Linked DNA regions of Triticum aestivum: region 1 is linked to region 2. A link is a contact called in public Hi-C data. All regions are on one chromosome and are shown on one strand. Each heading gives the region's core, a stretch centred on a gene start, on an enhancer-like site or on the middle of the called end of the contact. The rest is flanking DNA. Distances are from core to core; before and after follow the strand shown.

What was found. Hi-C and Micro-C count contacts between places; a contact is called where the count stands out from the background.
Region 1: a contact with region 2 is called in a Hi-C map of leaf, with 5 times the contacts expected there. The contact joins the promoter of LOC123105331 here to the promoter of LOC780632 in region 2. A contact is called at or near these places in 2 of 5 Hi-C or Micro-C datasets (both in leaf) and 1 of 1 datasets of contacts at active chromatin or transcription factors (leaf).

Annotation. Positions count from the first base shown.
Region 1 is chr5A:613,289,614-613,296,476 of IWGSC CS RefSeq v2.1, reverse strand. It overlaps LOC123105331 (MD-2-related lipid-recognition protein ROSY1), which reads right to left and starts at 3,415. Exons shown (of 4, transcript XM_044527380.1): 1 at 3,179-3,415; 2 at 2,968-3,069; 3 at 1,630-1,787; 4 at 1,180-1,473. The coding sequence starts at 3,275. The coding sequence ends at 1,366.
Region 2 is chr5A:613,083,973-613,090,868 of IWGSC CS RefSeq v2.1, reverse strand. It overlaps LOC780632 (dnaJ protein homolog), which reads right to left and starts at 4,991. Exons shown (of 6, transcript XM_044527379.1): 1 at 4,693-4,991; 2 at 3,647-3,815; 3 at 3,415-3,556; 4 at 3,051-3,327; 5 at 2,763-2,961; 6 at 2,222-2,668. The coding sequence starts at 4,845. The coding sequence ends at 2,343.

The sequences.
Region 1 (6,863 bases), core at 2,166-4,665, 210 kb before region 2:
CGCGAGAGGAGGAGATGGTTCAGCGAGAGGCTACAAATCACCGGATCGGAGGAATAAGAATGAGGCGGGGTTAAGTGCCAGATCAGATGGACCCAGCTCGCTGCATCGGGCGGCTGGCGTTTGACCGGCCAACTGTTGGGCCGGCGCACCGGTGCAGATAACGCCCTTATAAATATACATCTCCTTCATGATTTATGCATATATCTTCATTATTTGGTATGTTTTGCAAACTAACGTCTCATTCATAAATCACATAAAAACATAAATTATGTCCTTCATGTGTCACAAGCACGTAAGGTCCATTTTCCCCGAAGTCATTTGTTTGCTCCCACGCTGCGAATTTGTTGGCGGTGTGTTACGGTGTTCTTTTTGTCAGAAAGAAACACAAGAGAAAAAAAATCTACCAACACCTGTCACAACATAGAAAGCCATTGAAACCCTCTCCTCTAGCAATAAGGCACCCTGCCACCCAATTCTCAATGTTGTGCTACAGTGGAAGTTGATTGATGTTGTCGTTTTATCAACTTTAAGATTCCCACAAGTTTGAATGATTTGTGTTTGCTTGGTTGTAAGGAGGAAACATGTGGAAGATGTCGGTGTTTCTCACGACTTATTTGACGTCACACGAGAGTCACGCTCTCAACACGCATGGTTCCAAACTATAGCGATTCTTTCATTTGTATTTATGTATGTATTACCCTTTTGCTGTTGTGGAATATCGCGTAGATTTCATTTATTGTTCCGTTATGACGCACGGGTATTTAGCTACCATAGGAGGACAACTGCATAGCCAACGCCGCACCCTTTCTTGTCGCATACAAGTGTTGATGCTCCAGTAGGGACACATGCTTAACATCTATTTGTGCGTATTATAACTAAGCGCTGAGTCATCAGAGATAACAAAATCATCGGAGCAGAAGAAAAAGGAGCCGCTTTCATCAGAGTACTACATAGACAAAGCATTTAGGTGCTTCACAGTGCGACGCTATCTTCTCTGCCTCGGTGGACAGCGTGCTAGCAGCAACCCACGACAGGTCCTCCACGGATGGACGCCCTTGTCGGGCCATCACAACAGGATGAATGCGGCACCGGCCCCAACCAATCACCCAAAATGCCCATGGTTCGTCGAAAGCAACCGCGGAGCCCAACCACACATGTAAAACACACACACAAGCGACATTCAACACTCAGAAAACACGCACTGGCAGCAACTCTGAATAAAACGGCTCAGTCCAACACATGCTCTCCCACTCGGGGTGATTCAGATTTTAGAGAGTTCTGCAGGTACATACATACATCCGTGGACCATGGTGGCTCTTTGCAACTGCAACCAAGGGTGTGTTTGGGTCGCGGCACATATTTGGTTCACATAATGGCGACAGGTGCGACGAACCCGATGCTGAACCCGAACAAGATGCAGGTCAGCTCCTCGTTCTTGTCTCCCAGCAGCTTCATCTGGAGACTGTAAGAACCCTGAAGCACATCACAGCAACACAAAACGTCAGGATGTCTAGATGTGATCTTACTTGCAGCGGCCTATTGAGCCCCTTGTCTGTCACAAGCACTACAAGGGAAAATATCTAGACAAGTTCGGCACCGAAACTGAATGTGCACTGCGGGTATGCTTACTGGTGGGGTGTAAGATGGCAAAGTCTGTTCGCTGGCTAGTACGAATTCGCCCGTTGCGGGACAGGGAGTCCCAGCACACAAGTCGTGAGTCTCTGAATCGACGTGGAAAAAGAAGTACCACACATCTACCACCAGCTTCCCTTTGGTGATGGTTTTATCTGCCAGGTGTAAACAATAGTAAAAATGTATCAGGGAGATTCAGAGCAAGGAAGCAACTAGAAAAAAAAACATTCTAGTTACAGAAAAATACTGTGAAATATGGGTGCATGCCGCTCATGCGTGTGTGTGCGTGTGCAGACACTAGTAGCAGATCCACGATAGACTAGGCCCAACAGACAAAAAGAATCTATATTTCAGCAGAAACCCTGCCAGATCCACATCACAAAAATTTCAATATTAAAGCCCTAGCGACCATGGTACTAACTATGAAGTGGAATATATAAAGTGTTTTGCAGGAAACACATGTTACAACTCACATTTCTTTCACCTATTGGCTATCAGAACAACTAACTGGGACATACTCCTACAAACCATTTCGGTTGACATGTCAGATGAATTTTAAGAGACTCAGGAAGCCTTGGCAAACTCAAATACAAGCATCGACAAACACAGGGAAGTCGTGAAAGTAAGGCCGATAAACATGCACGCATTACTGCAATTTGCGGCCAACAAATATTGGACGTTCCACAATCCAAACATGCAGGTGCAAAATATAGAAAGACAGTAACAGCTGCCTTGTCCAAACTCCAAAGAAGTCTTACAAAAACACCTAAAGAGACATATTCCCCAAATCTCAGTTCCTAACACACCACATTAGGTCCTTCACAAAACTCCAATTCGGTTGAAAACTTGAAATGTTACCGCGGACATGACTAATTCACATATAACAGTACATGGATAGGGCCAGCCAAACCTTCAGCAGGGCACTAATTTGATTGCTCGAAAAAATTGACACATCAAAAAACAAGCAAAAGTGCATCGATTTGATCTGACTACCACATACACACGGAGACACCGATCTAAACTCTGGAGTAGGCTGCTACCAACAATAAGCCATAACAAGGAGTACTCTACTAACAAGCTACTCCCTCCGTTTCTAAATACTTGTCTTTCTAGGCATTTCAACAAGTGACTACATACGGAGCAAAATGAGTGAATCTACACTCTAAAATATGTCTACATACATCCGTATGTACTAGTCATTTGAAATGTCTAGAAAGACAAATATTTAGGAACCGAGGGAGTAGATTCAAGTTGGCCGACAGCAGTCATGAGCACACCGCGCCACAATTCACAAGCCAAATCGCAAGGAGTTCAGGCTATTCGACGAAATCTTACCGGTGGAGGCGGAGATCTTGAAGGTGGCGGGCTCGCCGCGCACGACGGGGTCGGGGACGATCTCCACGCCGCTCACCTTCACCGGATAGTGGCGCCCCTTTTCTGCGGAACCAAACACCAACAGAAGCTCGCATCGCATACACAATCCGCGGAATCTCAAAAGTCAAAACGGGGACGATTTAGCCGCGAAAGGAGAGCTCGGAGCACTCACTGCAGTACTCGAAGTCGGCGGCGGCGGCGCAGGAGGCGGAGAGCAGGAGCGCCGCGGCGAGGAGGAGCAGGTCGCGGAGGCGGCGGTCGGTCGCCATCGCTGCGAACCAAAGCTCTGCGGTGTGGCGACTAGACCGGCAGGCAGGCAGGTGGACGCGAGTCGTGTCGCTGAGCAAGTGGGGCCGGTCAATCCAAGGAGAGAGATGTTGGCAGCAGTGTGTGTATGTGGAGGCCTATTTGGGCCTTGACATTGTCATTGCGTGCAATTGAGGTGGAGGCAAATCTCAAAACAAAAAAAAAACACGGGTGGAGGCCTTCAGTTGAGTTTTACTGTACAAGCCTGCCTGTTTTTCTGACATGCTTATATAAAACAAACAAAAATCTGTGTTTTTGCCTAGGGATGTAAGTGGCAAATAAATGACTTGACATTCCTATTTTTGCCCTAGAAAAATCTGTGTTTTAAAAGTTCGATTCAATGAGGTCAAAATAAAATAATTTTTTTACCATCTCTTTGAAGATCCATATCCTTATGGTAGTTTCGAAATCATACTTTTTAAAATAGATTGTCACTTTTAAAATATTTGGGATTCAACTTGAGTGTCTTTTTTAGATCGGATTCAACTTGAGTCGTGGAGCTATGATGTATATGAGATTATTGTTAACACCACTTGGTATATCCCGTGATTCCTACCTATCTGAATTCTAATTGGAAGCCCATTGTTCAACTTGCACACGCTGCGTGGGCCTATGGGGCTGCAGGCGCTGCAAATCGGCTGACCAAAATTTGTGGCCACCACACTTCTACGTAGTTGCTCCCTTTTTTTGTATTAAGAAGAAAAACACCAAATAGCTAAATATAACCACCTTCGCATCGTAAGGCTTAATGGGGTGCTGAATAAAACAACGGAAATGTTAACGCCCACACGCGTGGGCTTTTGCATCTCGCCCACACGCGTGGATCCGCGTCCGTTCGTGAGCGCACGAATCTTGGCATGTTTCTAGTGCCACGTAGGACAGGCCTGGTGTGTGGGCGTTCAGCCGGTCGCCCACACGGCCGTTTCACCACACAGGAGGGACTGGCGTGTGGGCGTTCAGCAGTTCGCCCACACGCCACTTTGCACGCACACACAAGGGCTAGTGTGTGGGCATTTGGCATCTTGCCCACACGCCCTTCTCCTCTCCCACACCCAAGCTGCTAGTTGCCATGTGTTTTTGCACTGCACATGGCAACTGCCCCTAGTGTGTTTTTATAAACAGGTGGCAACTCTTTTTTTTTACCCGAATTTGCCATGTGTTTTGCAGGGTACACGGCAACTGCCTAGTGTGCACGTAAGCAGATGACAACTCTCTTTTACCGAGTTGCCATATGTTTTTGCATGGTACATGGCAACTGACCTAACGTGCATGTACATGACAACTGCCCTAACGTGCACGTAAGCAGATGGCAACTCTTCATTTTTACATGACAACTGCCCTAACATGCTTGTGAGCACATGTCAACTCTCTCAACTGGCTAGTGTTAGTATGTGGCAACTCCTAAAGTTATGAAATCATGGCAACTACATTAGATCAGACCATACATGGCAAGTGCAGTTGAGCAACCATGGCAACTGCAGTTGTCCGACATGGCAACCGTAGTTCAGCGACATGGCAACTGCAATTAAACGAACATGGACGAGGGTCTGGACCATGGCAACTGCGGGCGCGCGGTGACCGTCACGCGTGGCGTGCGGGACCAGGAGGTACGAGGCCTAACATATGGGCATGTGGGCGTTATCAACTTCGCCCACACGCACGCGTGTGAGAGGGATCGGGAGGGGGGGGGAAGAGACGTGTGGGCGCTAATTGTTTTGCCCACACGTAGGTATGTGGGCTGCTCCTCTTATACACCACACAAAATATATGGGCGGACTTCCTAACGCCCACACGTGTGGCACTTATCGGCGTCCTAAAACAATAGGTTCATGGACCAATTCTCTATTTATTTCTTTTAGTAAAAAGACACTTGTTTTCCATTAGAATGGTCTTTCACGCTATTGCTGGGTTTCTGGGTATTTTATGGCTTACTAGCAAAGTATGTGTGCTAGGCAATAGATCTAAGGAGACGAATACATGTTCATAATCTCGAAAGAAAATCAATAAAATTATGTTAGGGTTTGCCCAAATTTTATTCCTCCTATTTGTTTGGATGAGGTGGGGGAGGGCATAGAGTCACGGGGTCATTATAGGGGTTTTCTGCAAATGTGCCTGGTTTGGAGATACTAACGAGTTTTCTGCAAATGTGGCACAGATTCACGGGGTCATTTTGCAAAATACCGCATCTTGTCTCGCATGCCTTATATTAGGTGTAGATTGGATAGTCAGAAATGACTGGCAAGATCACGAACATACTCTTTTATAGGAGTAGATAAATGAATATTGATGGTACTTAGATTCTAGATAAAATGTTGATCAAAAAATTGTTTTTATCCAATAGACTAGAGGAGATCACATTGCAAAAATGAAGTTGCAGGCAAAGATCTAGTTACCAGGCGGAAAACTCGGTTATCGCCCGGTAACTGTGAATTCCCGATACCTCACAAGAAATTGCCTGGCTGAGCAAAAAAAAACCTAATTCATGAATTTGAATGAATTTAAACTAAATTTTGTTGCATTGAATTTCATTCAAAAAATCATCTGGTAACCGCTCGGTATTTTCTGGTTAACGTGGTAACCAGAAATCTCGGTGCACAATGAGTTTTTTTTTTTGCATCCGGAATTGAAATCCTTTGTTGCAGGCAGGGAAGGAAAATGACACCTTGTTCGAAGTGAGACAACTGTGGCATTTGATTTCCACGTTTTTTGAAAGGCTCATAAAGATATATCGACGGGTCTTTTTTGCGACTAATTTACAGAAAATGGCATGGGCTGAACGAAGTACTGAAATTTGCAATAAACAGAGACAAAATTGTACTTCCTCTGTTTTTATTTAATCTGCATTTTAGCTTTGCTCAAAGTCAAACTTTGTAAACTCTGAACAAGGTGTCTGTTTGTTAAAAACAGACGTGGGCGTTCTGGGTCTTTTTCGACCGCCTTCGTTTTTCTACGACGTCAGCTGGTTAAAAAAATCGCTGGCTGTACGTCTGGATTGCTGGACCACTAACAGTAACAGTACCACGAGCCTACGATACCACTTAACAGTACACAGAGCAGAAAGTCGTCTCCATTAAAATCATCTACCGTAAGCGGCGTATCCAGCTCTTCAACGCTGTACCATCACAGACCATAACACCACAGATGCCCGAATCCTGATACAGGAGTACCTCCTCTACTGTATACCATTTTCTGCCGTGTTTCATCCATAGTACGTTTGAAATGTAATCAACCGACACTTTCTTCTCTGATTCTCTCCAGCAGCCGGTAAAAACTGAACCCAATGCAGTGCCTACGATTCAACGAGCACCCAGACTCTCAGCAGATCAGTGCACAAAAATAAGTTAAAATTCAAATGGACGGTCATTGTTTTGTTCGGATCAAGGCAGAAGTCGCGTGCCCTGGAATCGAAGGTGCCTGTCATTTTGCTCTATATCTTGTCTCGTAGAACATGAAGCCGCATGGGTGTCTGTGTTACTCCAAAGCACAATGAAAACTACGGGTTTTCGCATGATTGACCCTGCAAACCTGGGGGGAAGGGGGCTGCATGTACT
Region 2 (6,896 bases), core at 3,742-6,241:
AGACATCCAAAAGGGTTTTGCTTCACCTCCAAGCGGAAGGTAAAGGCCATTGAGAAATAGACCGGTTTCACCCTTTTGCTCCACTTGTCTGACCCACAACCGATTAGCACCTCGCAGCCGATTATCATCTGCTCTCCGGAGAACAGATACGTTCTCCGCTTCTTTCCATCCTTATTTGTCTGCTGGTGCGAGGTCAGAATCCACAGCACTGGCTGATGAGGCTCCAAGGTCAGCTGCCTCTAATATAAATGGCTGGAAGGTCAACTGCCAGAGCCAAGTACTAGACGGCAGAGTATTGTTTTACCTAGTTGAGGAGTACTACTGATTATTATTATTTTCGAGAGTAGAGTGGACATGAATATCCAACTGGAATAAATAAGAAAGCATTTGATTACTTGAGTGGCTTGCTTGCCTGTAGTAGTGATGCCTTCACCAAATGCTCCCCTGCTGACTAACAGCCGAATCAAGCAAGGCACAGGTTCAGGGCAAGCACTCGCCTTCCTACTCATGTTTTCAGTATTTCTCACACCCCACAACGACAGGTGATGTGCTTGTTTATTTTTCTCATTTGAAGCTTTGGCGACAAGCTCGGCGCTACTGCGATATGCAGGGCGTCGCTGCCAGGCAAAAGTGACAAATCTAACCTATGAACAAAACTATTTCACAAACTGAACTATGTTGAAAAAAAATCACCCAACTGACCTTTTTGTGTAGCGCCCGATATGTAGGCGTCACACTATATTGTGCAACGCCTAACTCTCAGGCATCACACGCCTCCCCAGTGTCGCACCCCAAACTGCCTGAAAAATGTTAAGTTAATGTGCAAATGCCTGAGAGCTAGGCGCTACATTATACAGTGTAGCGTCTAGAGTATAGGCGTTGCACTAGTGACTGGTATATTTAAGTCTTTCACCCAACGTTACAGTGTGGACACACTAAACAGGGCAAGCCCATGCATGCATGGCACGGTGTGGACCCGGCCCAAAACTTTTGTCGACTTACCATGCTCATATATAGTAATATACTTGTACCACTTTTCTCATGCATGCATGTATGAAAGCACATGCCCATCGAGACGTTCCGCGTGTCGTACCTTCGCCTCCAGCCTGACTTTGTGCATGGATTTGCATTTCACATGCTGCACAACGCCTACACACTAGGCGCTACACTATGCAATATAGCGTCTAACTCTCAGGCGTTGCACGTTGACTTAACATTTTCAGGCAGTCTGAAGTACGATACTGGCTAGACGTGTGACGCCTGAGAGCTAGGCGTTGCATAGTGTAGTATGACGTCTAGATATCGGGCGCTACAAAAAAATCAGTTGGATGAAAAAATTTCAACACAGTTCAGTTTGTGAAATAGTTTTGTTCATAGGTCAAATTTGTTATTTTTGCCCGCTGCCAGGCTCTGAGCAAGGAGCATGTGCCTTTCGGCACGGTAGCTCACGCCAAACTCCACAATGGATCATCAAATCGTCTGCAAAATCTGGATCGTAACAGTTCGGACATTTTGTCATCATAATTCTTCAGACAACTTTAGAAGTTCAAGATCGAACAAATCAAAACCAAATTAAAAAGGTTTGAGGGAGTTTGGACGTCCGTCACCTCGAACTTCGACATCCCGGCCCAACAAAATACCCTGCCCAGGGCCCTTTTTACCCACACGCTCCCCTGCAACATGGAAGTGATTCATGATCGCGAGGTCACTACTCTATCGATGGCATTATTGCGGTGCATATGCACAACTGAAAAGTGCTTCTTGTTCCTCTACAATGACCATTTCATTTGTTTTGCTCAATGTTCTACAAGTTGACAATTTTATTTGTTTTGCTCAATGTTAAGACGAAGAGCACCCTTCGATGGGCATAGCAACTAAGATCAACAAATTCAATCTCAATACGTCTGACGATGATGCCCGACGACATGTCATCGTCGTGAATCCGAAGGAACAGGCAAGTCTACTCGCCGGGATGGTCCATTTAATCCCAAGCCCCATGAAACAAAAATGTTGTCAGCTCGGATCATCAGCAGCCAACTAAACATGCCATGGCAACTCTTCGCATCAGCAGCCAACTAAACATACCATGGCAACTCTGCTCATCAGCAGCCAACTAAACATACCATGGCAACTCTGCTCATCAGCAGCCAACTACCCCGGTAAACATGCCACAGCAAGCAAAACAAGAAGGCAAATAATTTCCCTGGACGACCCGGTATCGTTCAGTAAAGTAGTTATATCATATACTAGCACCAAAAGGGTAAGAACCCTAACATGGAAAACTTGAGAACAACCAGAAACGAATTCTTCTGCTGACTGACAATCACAAACATCATGCCTGCCTACTGCTGTGCGCACTGCACCCGCTGGCCGCCGCCGCCGGGCATGTCCTCATCCTCGTCGTAGGCCTCCTGTGCCTGCTGCTGTTGCCGCCTCCGCATCTCCTCCTCAATGTCGATGTCATAGGCCATCGTCTCCTCGCACTCGTCCAGCTCCATGTCCGTGTACTGCGACGCCGGCTTGGGCGGGAGGACAGTCTCGAGCGCCTTGCACTGGTCCAGGTTCAGCGAGTCGGGGAAATCCACCGTGAAGTGGATGTACAGCTTGCCCTTCATGAACGGCCTCTGGTACATGGGCATGCCCTCATCGTTGATCGCCTTGAATGAATCTGTAGAAACATTTGGATAGATGATGAGCATCAGTTGAATACCTATCTGAGCCAAATCAGATGATCATTCCAGGTTGAATTCATCAACACTTACCAGGCTTGACCACTTCGCCAGGGTTGGACTTGATGAGCAGCTGCCTGCCGTCCAAATGAGCCAGGACATACTGGAAGCCACACAGGGCCTCAGTCAGGGTCAGGGTGTGCTCGTAGAAGAGGTCATCACCCTTCCGCTTGAATTTGGGGTGCTCCTTCTGCTGGAGGACGAAGATTATGTCTCCAGTAACGGTATCAGGCTGCATGACACAAGCAGACAGATCAGACAAGGTAACAGGCACAACACATACAGAAAAACATAGTACTCATACTGAAGTTCGACGCATACCGCTTCATCCGCCTCGCCGGGGAAGGTGATCTTCTGTCCATGCTGCATTCCCTTCTCAACCACCACCTCCAGGACTTTCTTCTCGTGCACCACCTTCTCACCTTTGCACTGCCCACAGCGATCCTTATCGCTGATGGTCTCCCCACTTCCCCTGCACTCGTTGCAAGGCTGCTGCATTTGCTGAATCATTCCTGGTCCCAGCTGCCTTATCTGCACCTTGTAACCAGCACCTTGGCAGCCGGCACACTTCATGGAAGCCCCAGACTTTGAACCCTTGCTGCAGGACAAACGAGCACAATTAAAATTCAGAACTTCATGAGCCAGTAAATTCGAGGTTACACGCACAAGGGTTAAAACAACTTACCCATTGCACTTGGAGCAGAGCACATTGCGGGCAAGAGAGAGCTTCTTTGATGTTCCATTGTACAACTCCTCAAGGCTAACCTTGAGAGGATGAACCACATCCTCACCCCTGCGCTGCCTCCTGCCCCTACTGCTCCCGCCACCTGTAGGACAATGCAATGGTTAAGTCAGATCAAAATACAGGCAGACCACAATGGCAACCAGAATGGTTAAGTTGGTCACATAAGATTTACCTCCAAAGGGGTTGCCGCCACCACCAAAGAATGACTGGAAGATGTCGAAAGGATCATGCATTCCTCCACCTCCCATTCCCTCCTTGAGGGCATCCTCACCATACTGGTCATAAATTTCTCTCTTCTCAGGATCACTCAGGACCTCATAAGCCTGAGCTAGCTCCTTGAACTGCAATATGACAAATCGTTAATAAGCCAGCTCAACCAGAAAACAACATCTGACGCAAACAGGTTATAACCAGGCAAGGCATCAGTACCCACTACCCAGCAAAGCTTGACTGACCCAAGCACCAGTACACAGCTTTAGTTTAGCTAGGTTGATACTCCCTCCGTTACATAGCCTATATTTGGAATCTCTAAAAGGTCTTATATTTAGAAACGGAGGGAGCACATGTCAATAGGAATTAAATAAGTTACTCACTCCATTCCATAATATAAAAGTGTTTCGTATACTACACTAATGTGTTTTTTACACTATACTATCTCAAAAACGATCTTATATTATGGGATGGAGGGAGTATGTGCCTAGTAAAACATTGCATAATGTCTCAACAAATGCATTGGTCATTCTATTTTTAATCATCGTCAACTATTGAATTGCCCACTGACAGTTGCGAACAGTAGGCAATTTAACATACACACGGATTACTCCTACATCATCATCAATTCAACAAAACCTACCTGCATATGCTACAAGCTTCTCATGAATTGCTCAATTAACATCTAAAATCATACGTTATGCTAATTTCAGGTATGTGAACAATTACAGAAACGCATGTATAACAGTATAAGGACGATTTCAAGGATTCCTTGCCGAATGTTAAATCAACTAAATGTTCATTTTAAAGCCGACCGCAATCATCACCACGCATAATTCTTCCCCCGCCCAAACCTACCTATCAAACACACATCCACGAATTCCCGTCGAATTCTACATCCCCGCGGCCCCGGGCCAGATCCGCCTGCCGTACCAAATCTACCAGCCTAGTAATCCCTATCGGGAACAGATCGGTAGTAGAGGGATGAGAGATCCGGCGGGCGCTCACCTTCTCGGGGTCGCCGCCCTTGTCGGGGTGGTTCTTGATGGCGGCCTTGCGGTAGGCCTTCTTGAGGTCGTCCTGGGAGGCGTCCTTGGGCACGCCCAGGATCTCGTAATAGCGCGTGCTGTCGCTCTTCTTCGGCGGCCCGCGCCCGAACATCGCGCCGAAAATCCCAAGCTCCGCGGAGAGGACGAAGACGAAACCCTAGCTGGTTGATCCGGTGGAAGCGAGGTCGCCGGTCGGGATCGGTTTGTGAGGAGAGGTGGGGGAGGGGGGGCGGTCCTAGTTATAGCGGAGCGCGGGACGGGTGGTCGGGAGTGAACGCTCTCGAAGATGCGGGAGGACGGGGGAGAGGCGGGCGCGGGCCGTCGGATCCGGATCGGGCGGTGGTTGGAGGGGAGGGCCGAGCTTCCAGATGCTTCCGGGTTGTTCTGGCGAAAGGACCGGGAGGGCTGGGGCGACGCGGGTTCGGGGAAGGGGAGCGCGTGGTTGAGTTTGACTCCGGTAAAGAGGACCGACCTGGGTACTGTCACGGTGCGGACGCCGTGTGGATGCGGGTCCGGTACGGCTACGGTGGAACCCGATAGGGAGATCCTCGCTCCAAAGATCCGGTAAACATCGATTCGACAAGGAAGTACCCGTATGTTATAGCAATCGCGCTTAGATCACAAATGAAAGATGGGTATTGAAAATCTTAAAAATCCACAGGTTCCCAATTTTAAAAGAACTGCATCCAAGATAGCGGATCCAGCCGTAGGTGCCTCTATATGGGCTTCGGGTAACCAAATATGACGGCGCCTCAATATGGGCTTCGGGTAACCAAATATGACCACATTGACGGCAAAAGAGGTGAAAAAAGCAAACCATAGAAAAATTTGACGCTGCTCATTAAATTCAGTGGTTAATAAAATAGAAGGGTGCGGGTTCGGGGAAGGGGAAGGTGTGGTTTAGTTTGACTCCGGTAAGAGGACCGACCTAGCGACTTGGGTGCTATAGCGGTGTGGGCGCGGGTGCGGCTGGATCTTATTTGGCGCCTTCAGTGTCTGTTTTTACTAACCGACGCACCCACCTTTTGTGCGAACCAATTTGTGATTGGATGGTTAGAGGGACTATGGTATCTTCAGCCCACCAAGGTTCAAATCTTGATGCTCACATTTATTCCTGGATTTATTTCAGAATTTCCGGCGATGCACATTCAGTGGGAGTAAATCTTAAGATGACATGCCGGCTCAGTCTTTCGGAGGTGCTGTAGAGTGTGCGTGTGTGCATTCATAGAGGTGAGTGTATGTGCGTGCATATGAGCGCCTGTGTCTGCCAATGTTCAAAAAAGACGCACCCACCTTTCGTGTTGGGCTCGATCCATTTACTTTTTTTTTCTTTCTCCTTAGCTCTGTACGCTCGCAGGGGACCTCCTATATGACGCATGAGGTGCTAGAGCATGAGGCGCTCCCCTAGCGCTGTGGCGTGCACCCCCGCGGCCCGGGAGCTGTTGGGCCGGCCCATGCACGGGGCCGGGCGCCTCCTTTTTTTCATTTTCATTTTTTCCTTTTCCTTGTTAATTTTTTTATTCTACACTAAATAATTTGGGATTCGTTTTCAAATTTTAAAACATTTTGAACTGTGAATTTTCATAAAACAGTTCTTGAATTCAAAAATGTTTGCAATTTAGAAGAATGAACATCTTTTATTTGATTGTTTTTTTAATAATGATGAACATTTTTTATATTTCATGAACAAATTTGGAATTTGATAAAAAATTGAAAATGATGAACAAATTTCGAATTTGGTGAACATTTTTTTAATTCACTGAAGAAAGTTTGAATTTGATGAACATTGTTTAGATCCTGACAAACAAAAAATAAATTCGATGAACATGTTTTGAATTAGTGAGCTTTTTTTTACATTGATGAACATTTTTGAATTTAATGAACAATTCTTTTTGAAAATTTGAAAATAAAAAAGGCAAGAGAAAGTGAAAATTTGAAAGAAAAAAAACAGGAAAAAAAAAGAAAATACGAAAGAAGAAAAAAATGAAATCACTAATTGAGGAGTATCCCTTCCAAAGATCACTCCCAATACTCCAGGTTGCGACAAGTGGTGTGCTGCACGTACGCCACTTGTCCCAACCTGAGAGTTTTTCCTTTTTTCATAGATCCGTTTATTTAAAACGTTATATGTTTTAAACCATGCGTCCAAATCTCAAACCGTTT